Linked DNA regions of Mus musculus: region 2 is linked to region 1. The links are chromatin contacts, called in public HiChIP or PLAC-seq maps. All regions are on one chromosome and are shown on one strand. Each heading gives the region's core, a stretch centred on a gene start, on an enhancer-like site or on the middle of the called end of the contact. The rest is flanking DNA. Distances are from core to core; before and after follow the strand shown. Region 1 overlaps Ahi1 (Abelson helper integration site 1). Region 2 holds the start of Hbs1l (Hbs1-like (S. cerevisiae)).

Region 1 (3,015 bases), core at 29-2,528:
CTTCCTAGTGCTACTTAACGAACTTGAAACTGTTAATTGAAAAAGAGTGTCTATTGAATTCTGATTTCAGACTTTTCAAAATTCCAAAATTTCAATTCAGTGGTGAGATAAATGAGAAAAATTAGTTAATTGTCATAGATCAAAGATAATCTCCAGAATGAACTGATTTTTTTTTCTGTAAGCAGATATCTTTAATTGTACTTTAGTGTGTTAAAAGAATCAAATGCTTTTAATGTATGGATTTTGAAAGACTTTTTTTTTAAATACTTCTCTGAATTCAGCACCTTCATCATGGTGACAAAGACTTGGTCTTTGGTGTCTTTGATCTGATTCCTAATTTCCCTTTGCCTGGGCAGCTGGCATCCTCGCTCTAGCTAGAAGCACCTGAATTTCTCACTTCAGAGCATTGTTTGGGTCATAAAAATACTCTTGCCTTTGAAATATGCAAAATGTCTTGAGATTAAATAGCATGAGGCTATTCGAGACTTCCCCATCCTCATTTGAAATCATTGTAGACAAATAATGGAGAAAACCTTACTTAAGACCTGGCTCGGTGAGCTGTTACGGAGAGAAAGGGTGTGAAGGACAGTGAACACGGTGTGGAGAAGCACTCGGAGGGCACGGTGAGGGGAGCCACGGACTGTTGAGACTTTAGCTTTCTCTCCAAGTGCCAACTTGAGGTCATCTTTGGGATGTGGTATTAAGATCAAAACAGACATAAAAACTGAGGTAGCATGTCAAGATCTGTTATGAGTACACGGGTTGGCAGGATCACGCTTTGCCCCTCAGATGACCACCCAACAAAACACTCTTTGCAAGCATCTCTTGGGTTTGCTGTCTTCAGAAACAACGCAAGAAGCGTGAAGAAGAATACAAGGTGTTTCTTGTAACCCAACTCTGTTCCCTCTTAAGAAAGTGTCTTTCTATAATAGGTAGCATCAAAACAGGAGAAAGGCATTTTGTTATTAAAGATTTTGTTACATTTGTTGGCTAATAGAGGCCGTGCTATGTAGAAGAGACCGTTTCAGATTAGGGATTAATCCTGCCTTTATTGCTCAGTAAGTCACTAAACTATTTTACCTTCTAATCAGTTTGCAGTTAGCCAAACAGTATGATGGTGCTGCTTGCTGAGATGAAAATCTAAAGCTCCCTAGCCTGCAATGTGGTGGTGTGGGCAAGGGAGAGATGCCTCCCCTTTGCTGGCCACAGCACTCAGGAGAGCTTGCCCTGCACCTGTCCTGGGCAGCAGAATAGAGCTGCCCTAGTGGTGTGGGTGCAGGTGGGCCAGCCTGAGGGTATGAGAGCGGGAGAGCTGGCCCTGCCTACCCATTGTTGGCTTTGGCAGGAGAGCTGGCCCTGCCTGCCCATTGTTGGCTTTGGCATTGGGTGATAGTCCAGGCAGTGCTGGAGAGCTGGCTCTGGTTGTGTGGGTGTGGAAGAACTGGTGAGCTGACCAGCCTCGATACCACCCAAGCCCAGATCCAGGGCTTTGAGTTGGCCCCATGCCATTATCTACCCCATCTATGCACTGCGTGAAGAAACTGGTCCTGCACCTCCAAAGCCGCAGGATCTCCATGACTCAGAGCAACAAGATATCAGAGAGGAGGCTGGTAGGGATCCAGTATTGATAGTGTAGCAGAAGCCAGAGGCCTCGAACCAGACCAGTGACTCACTGCAATAAACATTTGCAAGGAAAGATATGAGGACAAAAGGATGTACTGTCGGATAGTGCAGTTTCTTTGGTTTTAGTTTTGGTTTTGGGGGGCGAGTTGCAAGGGTGGAGAGCAGATATCAGTGGACAGAGAGATGAGTGGGGTTGGGTGCATGATGAGAAATTCACACACAATCAATAAAAGGATAAATAATAATAAATGTTGCAATTATTAAAAAAAAAAAACTAAAAATCTGGGGTGACTTGGTAGCTGACCGTGCGTGTCTGGTGCGGTTGGCGTGCTTGGGGCCCTGGGTTTGAGTCTCCTTTAATTATTAAAATAATTAGATTTTGGAGCTTACCCTCAGAGAATCAGCAGGTTTTGTTGTTGATAGAAAAAGACAAGAAATATTTAAATATTCAGTGATTTTTGAACTGAGGTGTTTTTTTTTTTTTTTAAGTTAGTGCATACTAAAAGAGAAGAGCTTTAAATTTGAGGAGCAGGGACAGCCTGTGAAGACGTTCATACAGTTAGTAGAGGCTAGCAAGCCTGGTTTTCTTGCTGCTCAATGATGATTCTAGAGATCTGTTATGGTAGCATGCAAGGTGAAATCAATTATAAAATGATTGATAAAATGTAGGGAGTACTGTTTTAATTTTTTAGCATTAATACAACAATAGTAGCTCATAAATAATTAGCAGTATTTTTTAAGTTATAAAAATGAGGTCAGGATGAATAAATGCATGTGTTAGACAGCTGGTCATGCCATCTCATCTAATTAAATGAATTTAATTAGATTAGATTCTGTCATCTCTCAAGTCCAGCAGAGATGAAGAATCCCTTCCGAAGCTGCTGTCCACACCGTTCTTTTCCTGTTTCTGATCAGCAGTCAGCACGAGAGAACTGAGAATGACGGATTTCGTACTCGGAGTTCTCTGGTCATGCTTGGATATTTGTTGCTTGGATTGTCCTTCAATGGGTCATAGTTTGTATTTCCTTCCCCAAATCCTGAGACTTCACTTGTTAGGTTTTCCTTTGTATTTGGAATCTCTAAAACTTGAGTTTGAGCTGTTGTACATTAAGAGTGTGAGTTACTGTTTCACTTCCCAGGAGAACATTTAAGTAAGTAACCAGCGATTGATGTTAATCTACTAGTTAAGTATTCAGATTTAGCCTCCATTTATTATAGTAATTAATTTTAATAATGGTATTATAATTCATTAATTATTTTAACTCTGCTGATAATTTGTAATATATTGTATATGTCATTTCTTAGTTTTTAATAACATTTTTCCAACCTATGCATGGTAATCCCCATGATTATTAAATTCATCCCAGTGTTTCCAGAGGATAGATCATGAAT
Region 2 (3,107 bases), core at 238-2,737, 270 kb after region 1:
TTTTCAGGAATCAATACAGAACAGACTGGTCCACACACCCAAGTTATGTGTCATGTCTGAGGCAGGATTGTTTTCTTATTCACCCTACTAGTTATGTGGTCGGTTTATAACTCATTTACTTCAATAGCCGCATCAGTGACTTGTAATTAACAGCATTCACGTTTACAGTGGGATAGAAGCTGACCCTGGTTTTTAAGTTTTATGTACGTGACGTTGAGACAGGGTCTCAACAGTGCTGGTTGGCCTGGAACTCCCTGTGTAGCCAAGGATGACCTTGAATTCCTGGTCCTCCTGTCCCTGTCTACAGAGTACCAAGATTAAAGGAATTGAGCCACCAGGTCCAGCACATTTAGTACTCTTTAGCACTTAATGTCCTGTGCTAAGTCCTCTTACATGGGCAAATATTATTTATGAATTTGATAATGTATAAGATAATATCTTCACTTACAAAGAAATAGGCTGCAATGTGGAAATTATTTAAAGGTATAAAATAAAACACTTAAAAATCATAAAATTAGCATCTACTTTTTTTTTTTTTTGTCTATAAAGTTTTGCCTTGGAGCCATATGAAACATTGTGAGTTAAGAACACCATTGGGTAGTCAGTCAGAACTCAAATCTGAGCCCTTTACAAATATGGATTTAATTTGTGTTATCCTCATTGTTGTGGATTAGAAAAGCTGAGTAAGGTGGTGTTAGACATTCGCCTTTGATTCCAGGTCTTGGCATTGAAAGCACAAGCTACAATAAAATGGTTTGTTCAGTGTGATAATAAGGTTGATGTTTTTTACACAGCATTATTAGCCTTATGTTGTATGAAACAAGGATGTTTAATAACAGGTTATAGATTTATGTGTTATTATTACATCATAAGCACCCAAGGCTAGTTCTGTGTCTGAAAAGCTGTACTAAACACCCTTAGCAAGTTCACATATTTATGTATTCAATCAATGTCTAAGGCTTCCTTCTTAATTAATTCGTGCTAATGAAATATTTTACAAAGCTAAGGTCAGACAGTTGTTTACCAGAGCTGTTAATGAATTTAATATGGAGCCCATACCTGAAGCCATGAGTTACATGCGAAGCATATTGACCCAGTGTGGCTACATTTCAAAGCTAAAATTACTCATTCAAAAAGTTCCCTCTACAGCTTGGACTAATTATTATGCCAAATTTACACGTTTATTGATTGCCTATAGTGTTTACTAAGGCTTAAAAGCTGAAACAAAGTCCTTGTTTTTACTGAGCGAAATAGGCAGCTTTTCAGATGATCAAAAACCAAAGTTGGGAAATAATCCTGAAAACCGGTGTAGGTGAAGGATCCCGCTCAACAACCCTCTGGTTGCTTCATTTCTGGCCTTGAAGTCCACGTCAGTCAATTCGCTTGTGGGCGGGACCTCGCCCCCCCCCCCCCCCCGCCAGTTCGCGAGCGCGCACGCGTTCCCGGGAGGCCCGCAGTGACCCCGAGAGCTTGCCGTCGCCAAGTGCGCAGGTATGACGTCGCGCATGCGCGGACGCTCGGCGCAGAGGCCTGGCGGAAGACAAGATGGCGCGGCAGAGGTGTTCCGCCCGCGGTCTGCGCCTCGTCGGTTTCTGAGCCGAGTTTTTCTGGAAGGGACGGCGGCAGGCGCCGTCTGTGCGCGATGGCCCGGCATCGGAACGTCCGGGGATATAACTACGATGAAGGTGGGTGGTAAGGCCGCGCCGGCCGTGACCTTAGCTCTTCCAGCTGTCTCCATGGCCGCTTTACATCTCCCTGGAATCGAGCATGGACCCCGGAGCCACGCTCGCAATGGGATCTTCGGCGGAGAGGGAGCGGGCGGAGAGCGAGCAGGACCTGAGAGGAACACCCGGGGAGGAAGCCGGCGTGTTGTCTGCCTCCTAGCTGAGCTAGTTCACCGACCGGGCAGGGGTGTAGCATCTCCAGGGCCCATAGGTGTGGCGAGGTCGGGATCCGATGCTGTTCGTATCCAAGCGTCACCTCTTCTTTCCCTGTTTCCTGCGGGGATCCCGCAATGAGTTCCTGACGTCTGTCTCATAAGCCCTCCTTCAGACAAGCCCACGAGGCCGTAGTTAGAAAAGAGGCTGGCTTAGCGCTTACCTGCGGCCGGCCTACTACAAACGTCAGATTTATTTCGTTGTCCCCGTGTCCCTGCGTTTTTGACTGCTCCATTTTTTTCCAACGGATTTCAAAACTGGGGACGTGAGAAACAGAAAAGATTCTTGTTTAAAAGGGCTCAAGAAATTGGGTCGATTTGCTGATGTTCAGGTGTATAAATTCAGTTATTGGCAAACAGTGCTTAATGTAGATTGATTTTAAAAAGGAAATGGAAAAATAACACCAGCGGGGAGGTCATGAAAAAGGGACTCGCAGTTTGTTGGCATTGAGTGGATGATAATAAGCATCATTTAGCATCACAGAAGCTAAAAATAAACACAAATGTAAAGTGATGCAAGAATCCTAAAGACCTGCTGCTTTTTAAAATGGAGAAGATGCAATGTTTACGCAGGCGGTTGTTATTAACACCCCCTTTGGGGGGATTGTGAGCTTCAGTGTCCTCAACAGGTTTGACCAACCAACAACCTGGGCTGCATCTGGAGACTTTGACCCAGTCTGCCTGGAATATCTTACTTGGCAGGCATTCACTGTAAGAATACATAGTGTCTGTATAAAAGGCCTGGTGGACCACTACCACTAAGAAATGACTTTAGTCTGGAAGAGATTGTGTAGCTGTGAAATAAGGGACATTTATTACCAATATATTTCCTCAGCCAGTGATAATTGACTATTTAAGGGTACTGCTTAACACATGAGGACTGTTTACAGTAACAGCTGGTTAAAGCATGAGAGATTCCACAGTGTGATGACAGTAATATAGAAACGATGCAAAAGAGAGGGTCTAAATTAGAAGGGAAGGGCTGGGATTTCTGTGTAGCCTCTGAGTGCCGAATACCTTCTTACCTTGGCTACCTGAGGTCAGGTTTGATTCCTTTGTAACAATCAGTGACATCATAAGCAAGCGTAGCCTGTCTTGGGATGTTCCTCCCTTCCTGTTCATAAAAGTTCATTTTCCATTTTCTTCTTCCCAGTTAGGCTTCCTTTTGGGC

Evidence for each region. HiChIP or PLAC-seq counts read pairs in DNA pulled down with a chosen protein or histone mark.
Region 2: an H3K4me3 HiChIP or PLAC-seq map of the SCID.adh cell line shows a contact between it and region 1, with 9 read pairs. The contact joins the promoter of Hbs1l here to the enhancer-like site in region 1. A contact is called at or near these places in 2 of 39 promoter capture datasets (both in embryonic stem cells), 15 of 115 datasets of contacts at active chromatin or transcription factors (the 230-238 cell line, the SCID.adh cell line, bone marrow-derived macrophages and 3 more) and 1 of 9 other capture datasets (embryonic stem cells).

The regions. Positions count from the first base shown.
Region 1 is chr10:21,021,938-21,024,952 of GRCm38.p6, forward strand. All of the region lies in intron 18 of Ahi1 (Abelson helper integration site 1), which reads left to right. Among named protein-coding and RNA genes, the nearest start is that of Gm20149, 21 kb to the right of the region's middle. Within about 2 kb of position 1,279, at least 19 of the 459 cell types and tissues checked have an H3K27ac peak or open chromatin away from gene starts, as enhancers often do. A contact at or near this core is called in the SCID.adh cell line, where this site is marked.
Region 2 is chr10:21,294,492-21,297,598 of GRCm38.p6, forward strand. It overlaps Hbs1l (Hbs1-like (S. cerevisiae)), which reads left to right and starts at 1,488. Exons shown (of 18, transcript NM_019702.2): 1 at 1,488-1,685. The coding sequence starts at 1,643.